Regions from separate parts of the Mus musculus genome. Here region 2 is linked to region 1. Evidence: chromatin contacts called from public promoter capture Hi-C data. All regions are on one chromosome and are shown on one strand. Each heading gives the region's core, a stretch centred on a gene start, on an enhancer-like site or on the middle of the called end of the contact. The rest is flanking DNA. Distances are from core to core; before and after follow the strand shown. Region 1 holds the start of Tmem68 (transmembrane protein 68). Region 2 has its middle 15 kb from the start of Chchd7.

Region 1 (2,700 bases), core at 112-2,611:
TATGAAGAATAGATAGCAACACTGTTGTTGCTACTCTTGACTGTCAGCTTATGGGTTTAGAACCACCTAAGAGACAAACCTCTGAGAATGTCTGTGAGGTTGTTTGGTTGGTTTTGCTGTTGTTAATGGAGGTGGGAAGTCTCACACTAACTCTGGGTGGTGCCATATCAGTCTCTCATACAAGGAAGTTAATCTCAAAGATTAACAGCGAGTCAGGACAAGTGCAGGGAAGTATATAGACATGGTGATTTAGTGGGTGTGGAGCATAGCCAAAAGGAAGACTTAACTTTTAAAGCACAGTAGGAAAACTGGATTACAAAGTGAGTATCCAAAAACAGCTAAGAGAGAACAGTTTGAATGCCCCAACACAAAGAAACAGTGTCTGAGGTGAGAAATATATCGTTTCCCCGGATCTTCTCATGAATGTATCTTCTCATGATCTTCTACATGCACTGAAATGCTGCCCCGTGACCCAGAAATATGTAAAATTATTACATGCCATTGGCTTTTTAAAGAATTTTAAAATGTTTTTTTTTAATCACCTGACCCTGTGGGGAGGATGCATGAGTGAGCATGTGAAGGCGGAGGACAACTTTCATGCACCCGTGAATGTTTTGTCCCTTTAACCAACTCGAATAACCAATAAGCCTTCTCCTCACACCCATGTGTCACTTATCAATAAAAAGAAAACAAACAACAAAAACCCCTTGAGTTCAAGCTTCTTTCTCCGGGTTCTGATGTACATTACCTTGCAAAGATTTTGTTTTTCAATATAAAAATGCTCTTCTACTTTTGGTTAAAGTCCCCTACTCTTTTAATGACTACTCTTCTACTGCATCATAGTCTAACTCTAGTCACTCTCTCCAATAATGCTGTAAGACATTTAGTTATTTTTGAGACAGCATCTGTGTGGACCTGACTTGCTCTGCAGACTAAGCTGGCCTTGATCTCAGAGAGATCTGTCTGCTTCTGCCTCCCAAGTCTGAGATTAAAGGTGTATACCACCATGCCTATCTATAATTCACATCTAGACTGGTATATTGAATTTAGGAGTTATGAAAGGAAGGAATACTGCAGTTGTAGATATACTGCACGGCGCAGGCGCAGAGGCCGGGAACTAGTCCGGCTTTCCGCTCCGGGCCCCGCGACCAGGACACCACGCCTGCTACCGGCTAGAACAGCATGGAGAAGTCCATGGGGAGCTCGACGCACCTGACAAGAAAGTCACAGGAAATCGGCGACCTCGGCAGCTGGTCGGCGGCAGAGCCGGGAGAAGCAGACACGCGGGTAGTGCCGGTTTCCTTTAACTGCCTGAGAGGAAGAAGGCCGAGCCACATTGGGTGTAGGACCGTCGGTCGCCCCGCCCCTTCCGGTAGCTGCTGTCGCTGCTTCCGGTAGCGCGGCTGGCTGGCTCCCGGCTCGAGCGTCCCCAGGCGCGTTCCGCTCCTCTGCCCGCGCGAGTTACGCCTTTCTGTCTTCAGCAACAGCGCCCGGCCCAGTCGCGGACAACACCAGAGCGAGCCCGGATAACGAAATGTGTTGCGAGAAGTGGAACCATGTGGCCGAAATGCTGCTCTTCATTGAAGACCGCGAGGAGGAGTACAAGATCCTTTGCCTCTGCTCCCGGGCATTTGTGGAGTAAGTCGCGACGGTCCTCTCTCACTTTCTGTCCTTGCTCAGGAATGGGGGTGTCGCAGAGTTAGAGAGAGGCTTTCCAGAAAGCCACATGACCTGATGTCTAAGAAACTCGAAACCCCGCGGGCATGAAGGAATGTTCTACTGCAATTACTAAAGGGAAGATTAATATAATTTTGATTTTTTTTTAAATGTGGTACCTTATATGTGTCATTTCGGGTTTCCATAAATGAAGGGCCAATCTCAACATTGGTTGAGTCGGGCGAGATGGCCCAGGTATTGGCCATGCAGAAGGATAGCAAATTCAAGACCATCCTGAGCTATACCAGTAAGATGGAGTGTGAAGTGTAAACTAATACAAATAGATTGATGAGATGAAGGATCAAATTAGAGCTCTATTTGCAAACTGTAAAATCCTTTCCAACAAAAATTTATGTATCTGAAACGTCTAATTATTTGAGATAAAAGTGTTAACTGTTTATGGCAGTTTTAGAGACATCTCTGGGGGAAATGTTGGTTTCATGTTTAAAATTGCCAGAATAGAAAGTACCTTCTGGTGGGAAAAGCATTGACAAATTTTAAATTTGAAGGTACTCATTTTCATTATGTACTTGAGGGAAGATATCTGAAAGTTTCCTCAAAAAAGAAATATAACACCATGTTAAATTTAACATTTAAAAAATGTACTAGGCTCATTTGCACAGGTCCTGCTGGTTCAGAGTTGAACAGTCTTCTAGTGGGGGAGTGAGGATGATTATAAGACCGAAAAGAAGACTCAGAGACAAAGGTTAGAAATCCGGAGGGCTGCAGGCCTGAACCACACTGGCCCCAAATGTATTTCTCATAACCTTAATACACTTTACAGTATCATGGGAAACAAAGTCACAAACTAGCACAGACAATGGCTGACAGAGAATGGATATCTGTTCCCATCCGGAGGCCTCCCTGTTCCTTCCACAAAGATTAATCGAACGTTCAGCCTCTCTCCTTGAGCCTCAGTTGTAGCTTTTTGTTCCATGCCGTTGGCAGGCCAGGAAATCTGTCAGCCTGACCTGCCTTGACTCC
Region 2 (2,700 bases), core at 160-2,659, 380 kb after region 1:
TTTTGTTCATAAAGACAACAGTTGCCAGTGATAGTTTTCAGTTTCAGGAGCCATTTCTGCTGTTGTCAGTGTTTCAGATGAACATCCTGCAACTGCATAGAGTTCTGTTTGTGAGTCATAGGCTGTGCTCAGATTGAGAAATTTGTAGGAGTTCTCAACAAATGGCTAGTTTTCCTTGTAAGAGCTGGATGGTGCTATCACACAGTGAGATGGTAGGTATGCACTGGATATGCACCTTCCTTTAGAAAAAACTGTGAAATCACATTTTAAAAAAGACTATTTTGGGGACTGAACTACTTGGGGCTTCAGTGGTGGAGTGCTTGTTTAGCACACACTGGACTGTAAAATGATCAGTCTACAAAGATCACCTAAGTCTACCCACTCAGCATCTCCTGTTTGAGACCACTTGGATTTCTCATTCAAGTCCTGAGAGTTTTCTTAAAGAAATAAAGAAAGTAAGGGTCATTTCAAAGCACATACCTGGGTACTGGTAGGAAAGAGGGCAAGCTACAAGCAAATTCAAACAAAGGGAAGAACAGAAAATGACAGAATGAGAGGGTAATTCAACCAGGTGCAGGGTAACTGGGCAAAGATGGCTATGCTGGCTTCTGAAACAGCCACAATGAAAGTAAAAAGCCAAATGTCCTGATTAATAACATAAGTATTACATGGCAAAGTGTGAAAAGAGCATTGTGTTTATGTGAGTTTTGGCTCTGCGCCCTATTATCTGGATCATCTGAATGAATTGTTTCACCCTTAAGCATCTTCTGTGTTTTGAAATTATAATTTAAAAAATTGGTTATAGTGACCATAAAGAAACCCATGAGTTGGGTGGGTAGATACTGATATTTGAGAGGCGTGTATTGAGACTGGATTATTCATCACTAAAAGCCACAGTGAACTTTAGGCCAGCCACCTAGTCCTTTCAAAAACCCCAACTATAAAAGATAACACTCTCTTGCATCTGCAGGAAAAGGCTGTCTGAAACCAAACAAAGTGCCCCTTTCCACACCTTCCCTCTTATTGTTCTACCATTTGGTCCATATTGCTGTCTCCTGAGAGTTTTTACTCCTGGACTACCACTGTCCTAGTTTCTTCATCCCCATCTGAAATCATCAGTAAGCAAGAGAAGCATACAAGAGTCCACTGGGCAGCAACTGAAGATTTCAAAAGGAGCTAGATGGAAGTGAGAATAAACAGTACTCCCCCCTCCCCACCAATGCTTAGGGCACAATTTACATAAAGAAGCTGACTGTTGCTTAGACTGTTCTGCTACCAACTAGAATTCTCCCTACTCTCTCCTCCCTTCCCTCCACTCCACTTTTCAATCAGTCCTTCATTCCCTTCAGAGAACCTCCTCTCACTTCCTCTGACTCTGCCTAGTCTAGCCTCATCTACTCTTCCTGAAACTTGAACTTTCTACACAAGGTTCACATTTCCATAATGCAGCATGGAGTACAGGTCTCCTTGACTCTGGGATTATGTGATGGTATAGCTCATTGTATCCTTGCAGTGCTCTGTACTTCTGGAAAGTGCAAAGGCAGAGACGACTGTGATACTTCATACTTTCATTTTCACTTCGTAAAACACTCTCAGAAACATAATTAATTACACTGAAAGTTGCATGTGCTCTGAGAAGTCAGCCTTCCTGGTTTGCAGATGTAAGACTGAGCCTTAGTGCATTCAAGTGACCTGCTCAGTAGACAAAGTTGCCAGTTTTCTTCCTCTGTGCTCCAGGCTGACCCTATTTCTTAGTGTCTATTCTGTTTTCCAAACCTCATAATTGCAGCTATTATCCAAATTCTCATTTATTTCACCAATTCGTACTTACCAAGTTTGTAAATCAGAGATTGTTAAAGTGAATGAGAGCTGCATACTCTGGGAGAAAGTTACACATTAAGAATATTCTAAATATTGTAGTGGGTTCACCCTTTTCATCCACTCTAGAAAATCTTTCAAAAAATGTATAGTACTTTGCACCCATCATTCTTGCCTTACCCTCTACTACTGCAAAAGCTATGAGAGGTGACTTTAGTGAGAGATGACAAAGTACTCTATGCCACAAAATAGCAAGAAAGAATAAGGCAAGAAGCCTGGATCACAGCCAAGTAGAAGATGTATTTTTCCTCCTGGATAAACGTGTTGGTTTGCCCTTTTCTTGTAGTAACGACTTCTGAAGAGGAAGTTCCTTGGGACGCTGCAGATCCTGGAGGGTGTTTTCAGTTTATAGGCTACACTTGGCAACCAGTGTCATCCCTGTCTGTTTCATTCACTTCAATATACATGTCCTTGTGGAACAGCATTCCAATCCCATGATGACTTCAGCAGAGGATTCTCACTGTGAAGAGTGTCTTTCACAACCCAAATAGACCACAGTTCTCCACCTCCTGGGAAAAACAAACTATATTATTATCATCACCACCAAAAACTCACACCAGCTTTCTTCTGCCACAGCGCAGTCATGGGTCTGTTCGCCTCCAATCTTGTGTAGCCTCCTGGCATTCCCTAAGATGAGTGTGTGGGTGACTGCCTCATTCAGTTACCTCTTCTGTCTCCAATTTTATTTCCTGCTCATTTAAAACTTTGCACTGGGGGGATGCATGAGAAGGTGTGGAAAGCTGAGAGGGGAAGGAATGTTCGTGAGGGAATTACACCTTCAGTGGTTGGAGGTGTGGCTAAGTTTATAATCCTGTTTTACTT

Evidence for each region. Promoter capture Hi-C pulls out the DNA fragments that hold promoters and counts their contacts.
Region 2: a promoter capture Hi-C map of pre-B cells shows a contact between it and region 1. The contact joins the enhancer-like site here to the promoter of Tmem68 in region 1. A contact is called at or near these places in 9 of 39 promoter capture datasets (the 3T3-L1 cell line, the C10 cell line, the HPC-7 cell line and 5 more), 2 of 484 Hi-C or Micro-C datasets (bone marrow-derived macrophages and olfactory sensory neurons), 9 of 115 datasets of contacts at active chromatin or transcription factors (the 230-238 cell line, bone marrow-derived macrophages, embryonic limb bud and 5 more) and 3 of 9 other capture datasets (adipose tissue, liver and macrophages).

Annotation. Positions count from the first base shown.
Region 1 is chr4:3,573,492-3,576,191 of GRCm38.p6, forward strand. It overlaps Tmem68 (transmembrane protein 68), which reads right to left and starts at 1,362. Exons shown (of 8, transcript NM_028097.4): 1 at 1,213-1,362. Tgs1 (trimethylguanosine synthase 1) reads left to right here and starts at 1,388. Exons shown (of 13, transcript NM_054089.4): 1 at 1,388-1,638. The coding sequence starts at 1,535.
Region 2 is chr4:3,952,677-3,955,376 of GRCm38.p6, forward strand. No RefSeq gene overlaps it. Among named protein-coding and RNA genes, the nearest start is that of Chchd7, 15 kb to the left of the region's middle. Within about 2 kb of position 1,410, at least 78 of the 459 cell types and tissues checked have an H3K27ac peak or open chromatin away from gene starts, as enhancers often do. A contact at or near this core is called in the HPC-7 cell line, bone marrow-derived macrophages, hematopoietic stem and progenitor cells and 3 more, where this site is marked.